Regions from separate parts of the Zea mays genome. Here region 2 is linked to region 1. A link is a contact called in public Hi-C data. All regions are on one chromosome and are shown on one strand. The core of a region is the stretch at or near the end of the contact, and the rest is flanking DNA. Distances in the headings are between cores, read along the strand shown.

Evidence for each region. Hi-C and Micro-C count contacts between places; a contact is called where the count stands out from the background.
Region 2: a contact with region 1 is called in a Hi-C map of tassel, with 2.9 times the contacts expected there. The contact joins the promoter of LOC100193563 here to the promoter of LOC100274382 in region 1. A contact is called at or near these places in 4 of 25 Hi-C or Micro-C datasets (bundle sheath, endosperm, leaf and 1 more).

The regions. Positions count from the first base shown.
Region 1 is chr5:62,111,660-62,119,284 of Zm-B73-REFERENCE-NAM-5.0, forward strand. It overlaps LOC100274382 (FMN-linked oxidoreductase superfamily protein), which reads right to left and starts at 2,870. Exons shown (of 3, transcript NM_001148742.2): 1 at 2,434-2,870; 2 at 1,925-2,031; 3 at 472-1,461. The coding sequence starts at 2,856. The coding sequence ends at 729.
Region 2 is chr5:62,386,862-62,394,486 of Zm-B73-REFERENCE-NAM-5.0, forward strand. It overlaps LOC100193563 (WD repeat-containing protein 50), which reads right to left and starts at 3,613. Exons shown (of 2, transcript NM_001138672.1): 1 at 3,552-3,613; 2 at 175-1,960. The coding sequence starts at 1,947. The coding sequence ends at 277.

The DNA.
Region 1 (7,625 bases), core at 1,620-4,119:
GGCCAGGGGTCAGCATCGTCGTGCGCGACAAGGCCAGCGCCGTCGGCGAGGTGGACAAGCTCCTGAGATCGCTCCACTTGGACGCGCGGCTGAAGGACGACGAAGGCGTGATGTACGCAGAGAAGCCCGATTGGCGGCCGGAGCTCGAAGAAGAGCCGTTGTAATGGCCACCATTTCAGAGTGGCGAGCAGTAGGGTTCTTTTCTTTTCTTGCGTCCACCAGCATTGATAGTACTGTACATGATTTTGTCATTGCTGCAGCAGTAGTATGTACAGTTTGTTCATAAGCATCAGAATTCTAGATTATATTATATACATACATACAGCAACCCGAGTGTCTGATGATAGTTACGAGATTCCATATTGTGTGTACCTTGCACGCCAGACGGCCAGAGGTTCTGTGAAATATATGCGCAGCTGAACATGCGCGCGAACATGTTGGTAATATAGCTTTGTGAAGCGTCCAAAGATAAGTTCAATAGCAAATCCAAATTATCTGAGACCATGTAATGATGTAAAAATGATTTTACATATCAGCTGTTACAACAATGAGGTGAGCCGTTGCACTGTAGCTGCTCAACTCAAAATATGCTTTACTAATCGAGGTTTAATTGTAGTCCAACAATCTCTTCCAGTCTGTACTATAGCAGGTCAAAATTGGTACAAAATGCTTCAGTTTTCATCAATTGCTCCTCTCCAATAATGATAGGCTGCAGATATAAGAACCTGTCAGGCATTGCTAGAGGCTAATGTTTGTCCTAGTGCAGTCTCCTTTCTGTAAAGTGGCACTCTTCCACCGAGGTCCTTCAGCCTCATTACCATGTCATGCAACCATTCGAAGGTGAGCTTGTTCTGCTTATTAAGTTCCTCCCTCACCTCTGGATGCACCCTAAACCAGTCGCCCAACATCTTGTGGACATGGGATCTAACCATTCTCCACGGCACAGGGTACTGCTCACACAGCTTCAGATATTCAATCACAAGATCAGCCTGGTCCAAGCCACCGTCTCCATTCTCGTCACCATCTTCTTTCCATTCCTTTGTCCTGAAACCAGCAAAAACTGCTGGGTTTTCTAGAAGAGTTTCAGCTGAAAGCACACCATCAGCACCAGTATGTTCAAGGCAGTTCTTCACATCCTCCATATGGCGAATGTTTCCATTTGCAAGAACGGGTACTCTAAGTGCATCCTTCACGGCCTTGATGGCATCCCAGTCAGCTCGAAATTTCTTCCCATCCTTTTCGTCTCTTGTCCGGCCGTGGACAGCCACAAGAGAAGCACCAGCTTCCTCAAGCATCTTCGCATATGCTAATGTGTCTTCCAGTCGTGGAAATACACGGATCTTAACTGAGACTGGAACATGAAGATTAGCTGCTAGATTCTGCACGAGGGATTTTACGAGGGGAAGGTTGTCCATGAGAAATGCTCCATAGTTACCCCGTCTTGCAATACGCTGCGGGCAACTGCAAGGCAATATATTAACGCGATTCAGAAGAATATGGAACCATATTTTTCAAGCAATATATATACGGGGAAATGGTATATGTTAACTAGAGATGTACCTGTGGAATATTCAGCACTAGTGCTCTAAGCAAGCTAAGAAAGCAGTTAGCGGCAGATAAACTAACACTAAAATTAAAAAGCAGCAGGTTTCGAGTGGAGTGTGCAGAGAATGACCTAGCATGGTGGCTTATTCTTCATCACATTAGTATCGCGCTTGAAGGCTTGAGGGCTGATGCACCACTAACAACGTTACTCAACGACTTTATCCAGGAGCAGATTATTTTTGTAGAGTATATGACGTTTATGTTAGTAAACTATTTATGCCATTACAAAGGTGGAGTAATCTACAATCGAGCACTAGATAAGTAGATATGAATAAAAAACCAGTAAAGCAGCATAACTGCATAAGGAATTGCACATTACCCAAAATTGATATCAACGTAGTCGCAATATGGTTCCACCTTCTTCGCAGCTTGCAACAAAATGTCAGGATCATTGGCACAAAACTGAACAAAAAGTGGTCGGTCCTCCTGCATAAGGTGCAATGGACATTACATTCCATGCAAGGTAAATACAACAACCCATAACAAAACAAAGCTCTGTAAAATAACAGAAGAGTAGCCGGCCCGTAATCATGAAACTCTCAAACGACCTGAATGGTCAAACAATCATTACCAAACATAACAATTCTTCATTTCTCCGGTTCAAACATGAGCCTAATGATTCATTAAATTCTGCGCACACCAAACTACCACTAAAAATCAAACTGCAAATACTGACTACCATATTTCATCTACAGCAGAACTATTATTCTACCAGTACCAGTATGTACTTCAATGACGAATTAAGCATAAAGCATACAACTGCAGCATCCACTTTAACTTAAAACAGTTGCTACAGCAGCGGATCAGAAGCTCATATGCATCAATTACCTTGCACGTGGTGAACTCCATGGACCTGTACTTCTCATTCTCGGAGAAGATGCGAGAGTGGAGCATGGGCGTGTACGCCGCGTCGGCGCCGTAGCGGCGGCACAGCATGCGGAAGGGGAGCTCCGAGTTGTCCACCATCGGCGCCACCAGCAGCCGTGGGGACCCCAGCCGCCTCCAGTGCGCCCAAGCGCGTTCCAACCGCTCCTCCGCGGACACCGGCAGCGGTGGAAGATGCGGGGCAGGCGCGGGGACCTCCGCTTCTGACGCCCCGGCGCTCGCGCAGAGGTCCTCGTCCGGGTCGGCGGCAGTGGCCAGGTGAGCGGCGCCCGGGGACATGGTGGCAGAGCTAGGGTTTGTGGGGGAGCGCAATCGCAGGCGGCGGCGCGGGCTCGCTAGGAGAGGCGAGAGGCGGCGCAGTTGCATGCGGTTGCGGTGGCTCCTCGGATGTGGGCTGGGTTGGGTCGGGTGTGTATTTTGTCGGAGGCCACGTCTGGTTAGATACGACAGGCCTACTTTAGGCCTTGTTGTTTTGTTCGGATTGGTGGGTCGAAACGAATACTAACCGGATTATTTCTCTAATTTATATAAACTTTGATTGAGTGGAACGATTCCGGTTGCAATCCGATACAAACGAATAAGACCTAAAGTGGATTTAAAAGTGGTTTTGTTTTGTATATTTAAAAGATATTTGTCGGGGACCATAATTAGGGGTACCCTCAAGACGCCTAATTCTCAGCTGGTAACCCCCATCAGCATAAAGCTGCAGAGGCCTGATGGGTGCGATTAAGTCAGGGATCAGTCCATACGAGCGACTCGATCACGCTTCACCCAAGCCTAGCCTCGTCCAAGGGCAGCCGACCTCGAGGGACTTCCGTCTCGCCCGAGGCCCCCCTTTTAACGGCGGACACATCTCCGGCTCGCCCGAGGCCTTGGCTTCGCTAAGAAGCAACCCTGACTGAATCGCCGCACCGACTGACCGAGTTGCAGGAGCATTTAACGCAAAGGTGGCCTGACACCTCTATCCTGACGCGCGCCCCCCGGCAGAGCCGAAGTGACCGTCGTCACTCCGCTGCTCCACTGACCGGTCTGAGAGAAGGACAGCGCCGCCTGCGCCACTCCGACTGCAGTGCCACTCGACAGAGTGAGTCTGACAGGCAGTCAGGCCTCGCCAGAGGCGCCATAGGAAACTCCGCTCCGCCCGACCCCAGGGCTCGGACTCGGGCTAAGACCCGGAAGACGGCGAACTCCGCTCCGCCCGACCCCAGGGCTCGGACTCGGGCTAAGACCCGGAAGACGGCGAACTCCGCTCCGCCCGACCCCAGGGCTCGGACTCGGGCTAAGACCCGGAAGACGGCGAACTCCGCTCCGCCCGACCCCAGGGCTCGGACTCGGGCTAAGACCCGGAAGACGGCGAACTCCGCACCGCCCGACCCCAGGGCTCGGACTCGGGCTAAGACCCGGAAGACGGCGAACTCCGCACCGCCCGACCCCAGGGCTCGGACTCGGGCTAAGACCCGGAAGACGGCGAACTCCGCTCCGCCCGACCCCAGGGCTCGGACTCGGGCTAAGACCCGGAAGACGACGAACTCCGCTCCGCCCGACCCCAGGGCTCGGACTCGGGCTCAGCCCCGGAAGACGACGAACTCCGCCTCGCCCGACCCCAGGGCTCGGACTCCGCCCTAGCCTCTGCCGAACGACTTCCGCCTCGCCCGACCCAGGGGCTCCGGCTCGGCCTCGGCAACGGAAGACAGATTCGACCCCAGCTTCGGAGGAGCCCCCACATCGCCCGGCCTCGGGCGCGGGCCCGCCACGTCAACAGGGAGCGCCATCATCACTCTACCCCGAGCCGACTCGGGCCGCAGAGAACAAGACCGGTGTCCCATCTGACCAGCTCCGCCAGATAGGCAATGATGGCGCCTCCCAAGCTCTATGACGACGGCGGCTCTCAGCTCTCTTACGGAAGCAGGTGGACGTCAGCAAGGACTCGACCGCTCCGACAGCTGTCCTTCCGCCAAGCTCCGTTGCTCCTCCGACAGCCACGACATCACACCAGCAGGGTGCCAAGATCTCTCCGGCTGCCACATTGGCATGTACTTAGGGCGCTAGCTCTCCCTCCGCTAGACACGTAGCACTCTGCTACACCCCCATTGTACACCTGGATCCTCTCCTTATGCCTATAAAAGGAAGGACCAGGGCCTTCTCAGAGAAGGTTGGCCGCGCGGGACCGAGGACGGGACAGGCGCTCTCTTGGGGCCGCTCGCTTCCCTCACCCGCGTGGACGCTTGTAACCCCCCTACTGCAAGCGCACCCGACCTGGGCGCGGGACGAACACGAAGGCCGCGGGACTTCCACCTCTCTCACGCCCGTCTCCGGCCACCTCGCCTCTCCCCCTTCGCGCTCGCCCACGCGCTCGACCCATCTGGGCTGGAGCACGCAGCACACTCACTCGTCGGCTTAGGGACCCCCCGGTCTCGAAACGCCGACAGTTGGCGCGCCAGGTAGGGGCCTGCTGCGTGTTGACGAACAGCTTCCCGTCAAGCTCCAGATGGGCAGTCTCCAGCAACCTCTCCGGCCCGGGACGGTGCTCCGTTTCGGGAGTCTTGAGTTCATGTCCTTCGACGGCAGCTACGACATGATACTCCTTCCACCGCCGTGCGACAACGACAATGGCGGCCGACAACCCGCCCGCCGGCGGCGGAATCGACGACATCTTCCCCGCGTGGTGGAAGAACAACATTCGAGCTCGCCCCGTCCTCTCCCCCGCCAACGGAGGAGGAGGCGGGGCAACCAAGGCTAAGCGGGAGGCCGCGCTTCGTCGGCCGTCGAGCGAATCGACGCCCCCGACGCCCCGACGGAAGGCACGCCGGGCGTCGACCTCGCGTTCGAGACGAAGGCAAGCGCCGTCCCCCCGCGACACGCCGATCCCGAGCGAGAAGACGACGCCAGCGCGCTCGCGGAAAGCCTGCAGGACGTCGCCCTTGAACCTGAGATGACGGCGCAACCAGTCCCCGATGTGACTACGTCGCTCCTCGTCGACCAAAAGGTACCGACTAACTCCCATCTTACGTCATTTCGACTCGGCCTCAACCCGCCTAGCAATCTTGCTTTGGCGGGCGCTCTCATTGAGGCGAGTGCAACCCCACTAGGGTTTCATATGCGGTCGCCTTGGGACCGGTTGACGGACGTCTCGACCTACGAGCCCTCTGGGTCCGAGGAAGATGACGATCCCAGCATCTGTTGGGATTTCTCTGGACTTGGCAACCCCAGTGCCATGCGGGACTTCATGACCGCGTGCGACTACTGCCTCTCCGACTGTTCCGACGGTAGCCGCAGCCTTGACGACGAGGGCTGCGGCCCAAGCCGCGAATGTTTCCACATCGAGCTAGGGGATCCCTCCGAAGGCAACCATCTCGGCATGCCGGTGGACGGTGATCTTCCTAGGCCGGTGCCTCGCCCGACATCCCGCGGGAGCTAGCTGTGGTCCCCGTTCCGGCGGGGGGTCACGACCCACAGCTCGAGCAAGTCCGCGGGGCGCAGGCCAGGCTCGACGAGGGAACAGGAGCGCTCGAGCCGATCCGACGGGACGTCGGGCAGGTATGGGCGGGCCAACCCCCGGCCGGGGAAATACGTCACCTGCCCCAAGGTCTCCAGCACCGCGTCGCCAACGATGTTAGGGTTAGGCCGCCGCCCGCATCCAGCGGGGTTGGTCAGAACCTGGCAGCCGCAGCGATGCTCCTCCGCGCGATGCCGGAGCCATCAACTACCGAGGGTCGGCGAATCCAGGGAGAGCTCAAGAATCTCCTGGAAGGCGCTGCGGCCCGACGGGCCGAGAGCACTGCCTCCCGAAGGCAGGGATACCCCTCGGAACCTCATGCCGCGACTTCCCGATTCATGCGGGAAGCCTCGGTCTACACCGGGCGCACGCGCAACACCACGCCTGCGGCCCCGGGCCACCTCGGCAACGAGCACCACCGACGCGACCGTCGGGCCCACCTCGACGAAAGGGTGCGCCGAGGCTACCACCCCAGGCGTGGGGGGCGCTACGACAGCGGGGAGGATCGGAGTCCCTCGCCCGAACCACCCGGTCCGCAGGCCTTCAGTCGGGCCATCCGACGGGCGCCGTTCCCGACCCGGTTCCGACCCCCGACTACTATCACGAAGTACTCGGGGGAAACGAGACCGGAACTGTGGCTCGCGGACTACCGCCTGGCCTGCCAACTGGGTGGAACGGACGACGACAACCTCATCATCCGTAACCTCCCCCTGTTCCTCTCCGACACTGCTCGCGCCTGGTTGGAGCACCTGCCTCCGGGGCAGATCTCCAACTGGGACGACTTGGTCCAAGCCTTCGCCGGTTTCCAGGGCACATACGTGCGCCCCGGGAATTCCTGGGACCTTCGAGCTGCCGGCACAGCCGGGAGAGTCGCTCCGGGACTACATCCGGCGATTCTCGAAGCAGCGCACCGAGCTGCCCAACATCACCGACTCGGATGTCATCGGCGCGTTCCTTGCCGGCACCACCTACCGCGACCTGGTGAGCAAGTTGGGTCGCAAAACCCCCACCAGGGCGAGCGAGCTGATGGACATCGCCACCAAGTTCGCCTCTGGCCAGGAGGCGGTTGAGGCTATCTTCCGAAAGGACAAGCAGCCCCAGGGCCGCCCATCGGAAGAGGCTCCCGAGGCGTCTACTCCGCGCGGCGCCAAGAAGAAGGGCAAGAAGAAGTCGCAATCGAAACGCGACGCCGCTGACGCGGACCTTGTCGCCGCCGCCGAGTACAAGAACCCTCGGAAGCCCCCCGGAGGTGCTAACCTCTTCAACAAGATGCTCAAGGAGCCGTGCCCCTACCATCAGGGGCCCGTCAAGCACACTCTCGAGGAGTGCGTCATGCTTCGGCGCCACTTCCACAGGGCCAGGCCACCCGCGGAGGGTGGCAGGGCCCACGACGACGACAAGAAAGAAGATCACCAAGCAGGAGAGTACCCCGAGGTCCGCGACTGCTTCATGATCTACGGCGGGCATGCGGCGAATGCCTCGGCTCGGCATCGCAAGCAAGAGCGCCGGGAGGTCTGCTCGGTGAAGGTGGCGGCGCCAGTCTACCTAGACTGGTCCGACAAGCCCATCACCTTCGGCCAGGCCGACCACCCCGACCACGTGCTGAGCCCGGGGAAATACCCGCTCGTCGTCGACCCCG
Region 2 (7,625 bases), core at 2,363-4,862, 280 kb after region 1:
AATCTCTTGCCAAAAAAAAACTAAACTTCTGCAACCAACTTAGTCCACCACTATAATAAAGCAAACAGCAGCACAACGACTTGCGTACGACTACAAAAGAGTAAAAGACATGTAAGAGATCGCCAGCTTGCACCAAAGCATTGACACCAGCGGCACCAAATAGAAAGGCACAATGACTGGAACGGACCAGCATACACTCACTCGATTAATGGAGTATTCATGAGTACAAATATAATGTCAAAAATGGGTTTTCGCCAAGCAACCATCCTAGTCTCATCATGCATTCTCGTAATGGTGGAGCTTGTACAGCAGGACCTTTCCACCTGCATGTCCGACGGACAGGAAGCCGCTGCCGGGGCTGAAATCCAGGCACCGTGGATAGTGGAGACTAAACCGAGGCCCCGGCCAGTTCTGGAACACGCTGAACGACGGGACGTGCACGAGCCTCATGCCGTTCCTCTCTTTCCTCGAGCTGATCGCCAGGATCTGGGCGTCATGGTTGAACTTCATCTCACCGATATCAGTGGTCAGGTTCTCGATAGTCTTCATCGGCTTCCTCTTCCCGCCGAGAAAATCGTCCCTCTTGTACACATTCACGATGCCGCTGCTGGAGCCTGTGGCAAACAAAGAGCTATCCCGCGAGGTGCAGAGCGAGAGGCCAGCCAGGGAACCGTCATCTGTTGCCTTGTGGATGCATTTCCTTGTTCCAAGGTCCCAGTGGTAAACATGGCCATCTCCACCGCTGCTCAGTAGCTGGTTCCCACCATCCGCAAAAGCCAGTGAACGCACGCTTCCGTTCATCTTGAGGGTTGTGATGAGCTGCTTTGTCTTGGCAGAAATAAGAAGGATGTACCCTTCATTGCCAACAAAAGCAATGGTTCTCGAATCAGGTGATATCTCAAAGCTCTCCAGGCTTTTCTCCTCGCGTCCCGTCAAAGGTCCAATCTTGCTAACAGCAGCATTCACCAGGTCAAATGAGTAGAAGAACTTCCTCCTGCCTGATAGGATCACCTCAGAGCCATCGGGTAGAAAAGAAGCCTTGTGTACTGGACAGTCCCCAATAAATATGCTCTGGATCTTGGGGTTTCTCTTTCCATCAATCTGGAAAAACCTCAGATGCTTGTCCAAACCTGCAGCAAGCATCAGTTGCCCATTCCTATGAAACTGCACTGAATTGATAGGACCACTTGATGGATCCTGGATATTGGCATCAACGAGCCTTGAGAATTCCAGCATCCCCGGTAAGAGCTTGACAGTATCCTTGGCAACAAGCTCATCATTATTCCGAAGAATATCATCGACACAACCCTCATCATCAGACTCACCATCTGACGCAGCAGGAAGAGAAGTTTTCTGGTCCATATCAGCCCAGCCAGTAAAGGGGTTCAATTTCGCATGCTGACCACGCAACCTGGCCTCATACTCTTTCCCTGAAATCAAATGCTCATCTTCCTCTTTTCTCAGCTTCCTCAACCTTGGAACCTTCACAATGTCCACCTCTGTCATTTCTTCCTCCTCATCCACCCATACAGGCTTCCTCCTCTTGATACCCACCATGTCTTCCTCATCTTCATGGGCCATATCCTCCTCATATGTAGGAAAATAATCCATGCCACCACCAGCAGACCTATCTGTGAAAAACAAAGGCGCATCCCGGTCAGGAGCTACTGCAGCCCCTACCTCAGTGCCAAACTCTAGTGGAGCATAAAGGGAACCAAACAATGAGCTCTCCAGCTGCCGCATCTCCTCTTCCTCTTTGTTCTGCTGGGATTCCAACAACTTAGTCTTTTTCTTCTTCCTTTCCTTATTGTGATTCTTCAATTTTGCTTCCTTCCCAACTTCTGCATCTATAGAGGTCGGAGAGCCAATGTCCTCATCATTGCCATTATCAGCTTCACTTTTTCTGAGGCAGCGCTTCTGGACCGCGTTCTGGGATATCAAACTCATCTTTCCTTAAGAACTAGTTTGCAAAAACAACAAAATACTGTCAAAATAATCACAATAACATAAACGCATATAAATGAAAATATTACACAATAGGATACAAAAGCTACAAAAGAACAGTTAGCATTATAAACCGAGACATGCAAAATAATCAAAGTAGCACATATAGAATGAAAAAGTACAGGCATTTGGCACCTATGTATAAACTATATATGTATCAGTATAGGGAGGATATGAATACTGCTTTGTCACACACAAATTTTTTAACAAATAAATAAATAAAACATATTAAAAGCAGTAAGGAGAGTTATGGGTAGTTTCTGTCAAAAAATGCAACAGGTTAGTCCTCCAAACTAGAAAATGGATAGTTCATAGCAAACATGACAGGTGTAGCAGGACCATGACAACAATTTGTAGTCAGATATGATTGTAGATGAGCAGAATAACATGATCCTCCTATACTGCTTTATATGTCCGGAGAACAATAACACAAAGGAAGAAGTCTCTGTCTATCTCTACAATACTGCATAATAAGATAAACGAAACACTACATAAACAGGTCCAGTTAATGAGGACAATCAGTAGGGATGAAAACGGTAGGGAACAGTCGGAAAAATACCTCTACCGTTTTCATTTTCCATTTTCATATTTAACTTGCGGGACGAAAACAAAAACGGGATATATCGGTAACGAAAACGAACGGGATAAATACGGGAATCGAAAACGAAATCGGACGGGAACCGATATTTTTGTTTGGTAAAATCACACCATGAAACCATATATTCAAAACTTAACAAAAATAAAAAATTGCAAACCCAAGTCTTAATTAAACATAGATAAAAGCCATGTAAATCCAGAGCACACATAGTTTAATGTAGCACATAAGTCTTGGGTAGGCTCTTGGCTAACATAAGAAGCCATATAAGTCTACTAGCACACATGACACAATATTAAGTTTAGAACACATATTCATAATCACTTGCTCACATCAGGATCACTTAGCACGCATAGACTATTACAACCAATGCTGGTGCTGCGAGGAGCAGAGAGTGCGGCCTGTCCGCCTGTGGACAGCAGCCCCTGGAGGCCTGGACGGCGGAGGCTTGGTGCCCTTGCCTGCGCTGAACAGAAACAGGCGGGCGTCCAAGGAGCTGCCACGAGCGAAACGAAGTGAAATGAAAAATATGAATACCCTGAGATTGTCACACGCCCGTGCTGGTGCAGCCGTGCAGCGAGGAGTCGTGGCCCGTGGACAGCAGCCCCTGCACGGCGGAGGCTGGGAGCCTGGAGAGGTCAGAGGGAGAGGGACGGCGGAGGGCCGGACCGCCGGAGGCTGGGAGAGGGATGTGCTGGGCGTTTGGAGAGAGGGCGGCTGGACAACGAGTCTATGACGTGCCTGGACAACGAGTCTATGACGTCGCCGACGTGCCTGGACGGCTGGACCTGTTCGGTGGTCGCCTCTCGCCCAGTCGCCTGGTGCCCTGGTCTGCTTCTCGGCGGCTCAGAGGGAGGACGAGACGGTGTGACCTGGTGCCCTGGAGCACTGCGCACTGGCGGCTGTAGGTGGAGGGAGGACCGGAGGAGGGAGGAGGGGGGCGGCGGCGTACCTGGAGGGCGGAGGACGGCCGACGGCGGCAGCGTCTGGCTCTGGCTGCTCCGCGGCTGTGCGTGTGGGCAGTTTGGCGGCTAGGGCTGTGCGTGTGGGCAGTTTGGCGGCCGGAGCAAGCTTGCTGGTTAAAGGCCCATTAAGGCCCAAGAACTCATAGACGCACAGAACATCCGTAGAACGGGTAAAACGTTGAGAACGTGGGTTCCGACGTTTACACGTCGCTTAAACATCCAAAACGGACGTTCTACGCAGTTTTTTCAAAACGTACGGATGTATAATACTTACCCAAAAAGTGTAAAAGAGAATATAGTTGTTTTACATGTATATGTTTGCCTCCATTTATTATAGCATGTGAACAAATACCTCAAACGTTAGTAAATAACCCTATGACACCTAAATAAGTCATGCATCATGCCGAGTTTTTACTTGATTGTGCATATATGGATAATAAAATAAATGTGGTATTAACAAAATATTAATATATTAATAGACAAATGGAATTTAAACTCTAAATTTGGAAAACAAAACTCTAAAGAAATGTGGAGAGGGAGGAAAAGAAGTACACAAAAAAATATAAACAAAATAAATATTATAAATAAAAGTAAGACTAGTATGTTTAAATTATGGAACAATTGGATATATACCATTAAAAGATCCAAACTTTAGATATATACCATGGACCCCACATGTCATTGACTCATGTGGACCCACATGTAAGTGAGATAGTAATGGTATGGATCCAAAGTGGTGATCTTTTAATGGTATGGATCCAAATTTCCCTTAAATTATACTTTCAATCTGAGGAGAATTTATCAACAGACTTTGTGTTTGAAATTTGAATTCAAATGAGAAGGGGAAAATATAAATCAGAAAAAAAGAAAAGAAAATAAAAAGGAAAAAGGGTTGCGCTCGGGCTCACTTTACCTCGACCGGCCCACTCACTCGCGCGGCCCAACTTATTCTCCACGCGCGCCGTTACTCTAACATGCGGGGCCCTTGGGCAGACGCTCTCTCACTCGTGTGGCTTCTCCGTGGGGCCCACCGAGCAGCCTCTCAGCGACCGCGCGCTGCCGTCTTCCCCGCGCAACGCCCACCTCCGCGCATGTCGCGTATCCAGCCGCTAGCTTCGGAGTTGTTTAGCTGCAAGTACCCGACCTCGCCTACAAGTATCGGGCCCACGACCTCGCCGCTCTCGTTGCGCTCTTATCGCCACCAAATCTTCGAGCCATTCACTGTTGTGCCTTGGGCTGTCCACCGTCGCGGGGAATCCTCTGCGGACGCGTCGCGTACCGGAGCTCGGGTCTCTACGCGTCATCCGCCGGTAAGATTGATTCCTTAGCGCTCCCCTCCATCTCTTGATCATGTTTCGCTGGGTCGGTCTCGTGGTCACTCAAGCCACGGGTCGCAAATTGTCGCCGGCCATGCGTCGACGCGGCGCACCGTGGGCGGTGCCCTGCGCTTGTTGAGGGCAGAAATTAGTGGGGGCAAACGAGTTCATAACATCATCAATTAGGCGAGGAACGAATTAATTAGAAAATGGCGGGCAGGGAGGCCGGATTCACAACTCCGGCAGTCTTGCCGCCGTGCGGTGGGCTGCGCCGCCGTGCTCCTCTCACGGGGTAGGGGACGGGATCTGCGTCGTTGGATCTTTTCTTGCGGCTAGGATTAGAGTTGGGCAGGAAGATAGGCCCGCACCGTAGATCTCAAATCGGGTGGCCACGATTAGAGGATTGGGGGAAACGGTTTGAGACCGTAGTAGGGTCGTCGGATGGTGATCGTCCGCACCACGATTTCATGTCCATGTTTTAAATCATGTGCGTCGATATAGAATCCGATGGTCCGCACTGTGTATCGGTTCGCGATGGAGTTCGGATCAATCAGCGCCGTACCCTTCGGATCAGACGGCCATGGTGGATGACTGGTTCACCTCGCGGCCGAACTAATCAGGGCGGTTGGAATCTAATCTGGCGGCCAGAATCCATCCGTACCCCTTCGCCGAGCCTTTATGCATAATAGCCCCTGGACTTTATAAAGATCAACCCGCAGTCCACTATGATCGTAGCCTGAGTCTAGTATTCCTTGCGCAGAAGCCCCTGGATTTTCCTATTTTTGCGCACGCAGCCCAAACAGAGATATAATCATGGATTTATTTAAGAAATGAATTTTCAGATATAAAAATAATTCAAGAACTTGTATAATTCATAGAAAATTCATATGAACTTCAAAATAACCCATTCCAGTTTCTAAAAGTTTTGTAATATTATTATCTACCACTTAGAGTCTCTGTTTTGACATGAAAACAGTAAGAAAAATAATCTCTCACTTAAACCTATTTTAAGCACATAAAACCTTTAGGAATTCATATCTCAAGTTCTATAACTCCAAAAATTATGAATTCTGTTCCTAGGATTTTATTTTAATGTGTAGATTATTATTCTGTATTTTGTTTACATGTTTGGTGTGATGTTAATTTTCTTTATATATTATGTTTGTTTGTATTGTGGCGAGTAGAAGAGCCCGTGACTGAGGATCCTGGTGACCAGCAGATAGAAGTAGCTGAGCAGGAGCTCATTGAAGGCAAGTTGTGCCCTTGACCACTTTTGTTACCCAATAATGTTCTTTATAATCATGTACCATGCATAGGCTTAATCTTGATGGGACCCAATAGGTCACCCTAGACTGTTTATCACTTTACCTTGTTACACCTGAATCACATGGGTAGTTTTGCTATTGCTTTACATGGTTTTGGGATTATATTTCATTATGTACATGTTCCAATTATTTTGTTATTCTATTTATGTTCATGTCAAGATCATTAATGTTAATTGGAACATGGAGCTTAACTTGAGAAACACGTGCCACCACAAGGGTTTAATGGGACGCTCTTGGCCAACTAACTAGGAAAGCTAGTGGAAGACTACCTTACCTGAAAGGGGCAAGGACAGTAGGGGAGTTGCATGCAAGGAGGTTCTCGGGTTGATTTTGCTGCGATGGCGGTCAGACGGGGGATTCTTGCAAGTGCTCTTCCCATAAACTGTAGCGGGTTTTCGGAAGCTAGTGGAACTTTGTAAAGGCCTCGTAGTGGATCCCTAGCCATTCACCTCGGTAGTGTCTAAGGGTCTAGCTAACCCTGGCGACATGGAATACACGACTTGTGGGTATAGGGTACAACCTCTGCAGAGTGTAAAACTGGTATATTAGCCGAGCTCACGGTGATGAGCAGCTCAGGACTCTCGCATGAATAAATATGGAACCTAAACTCAATTTGTCATTTGCATTTGCATGAGATTATTATTAATTTTGTTCTATTACTTTATTAAGGTTTGATATTTACTTACATCTAGTAATTTCTAATAAAATTTTGACCAACTAATTAAAAGCAATGCTCAGCTTTAACCCCTGTTGTTGATTAGCCTTACACATCACATGAACTCCCACCTTTGGTGAGTTCATGCCACTGGTTCCCCACAACTTGTTGAGCTATGATCATGTGTGAGCTCACCCTTGCTGTCTCACACCCCCCACAGGAGAAGAATAGGTGGTTCAGGAGGAGCCACAAAGCGAGGAGTTTGATCTGATATAGGTGGCGTTTCCCCAATTGACTCTTTCGCCAAGGATGATCCTTAGTTCGTTTTATATTTATCTTTCATTTTGTAATAAGACTTCCGCTATGTAATAAACATTCTGATGTTATTGTGACATTTATCTCTATACACTCTGTTATTATATATGTTGTCTTCTTAGCGCATGTATGAGATGCACCTGGCTTTGTTCCTTAAAGTCGGGTGTGATAGAAGCGGTATCAGAAGAAATGTTGACTGTAGGACAAAACCTAGATAGAAATGGACAAAACCCTTACCTACTTATCTTACTCTGATTCATTCTATACTTACCTTACTCTGATTCTCTCTATACTTATCTTGATCCTGTCTCACCTTCTACTGTTCTACTCTGATTACTCTTATCTTTTCTACTCCAAGACATGATGGATTTCACACCTTGGAATCCTACCCTTATGATCTTTTTAAGAGATAGGAGGCCTAAGACAAAATTATAACTATTTTCTATATTT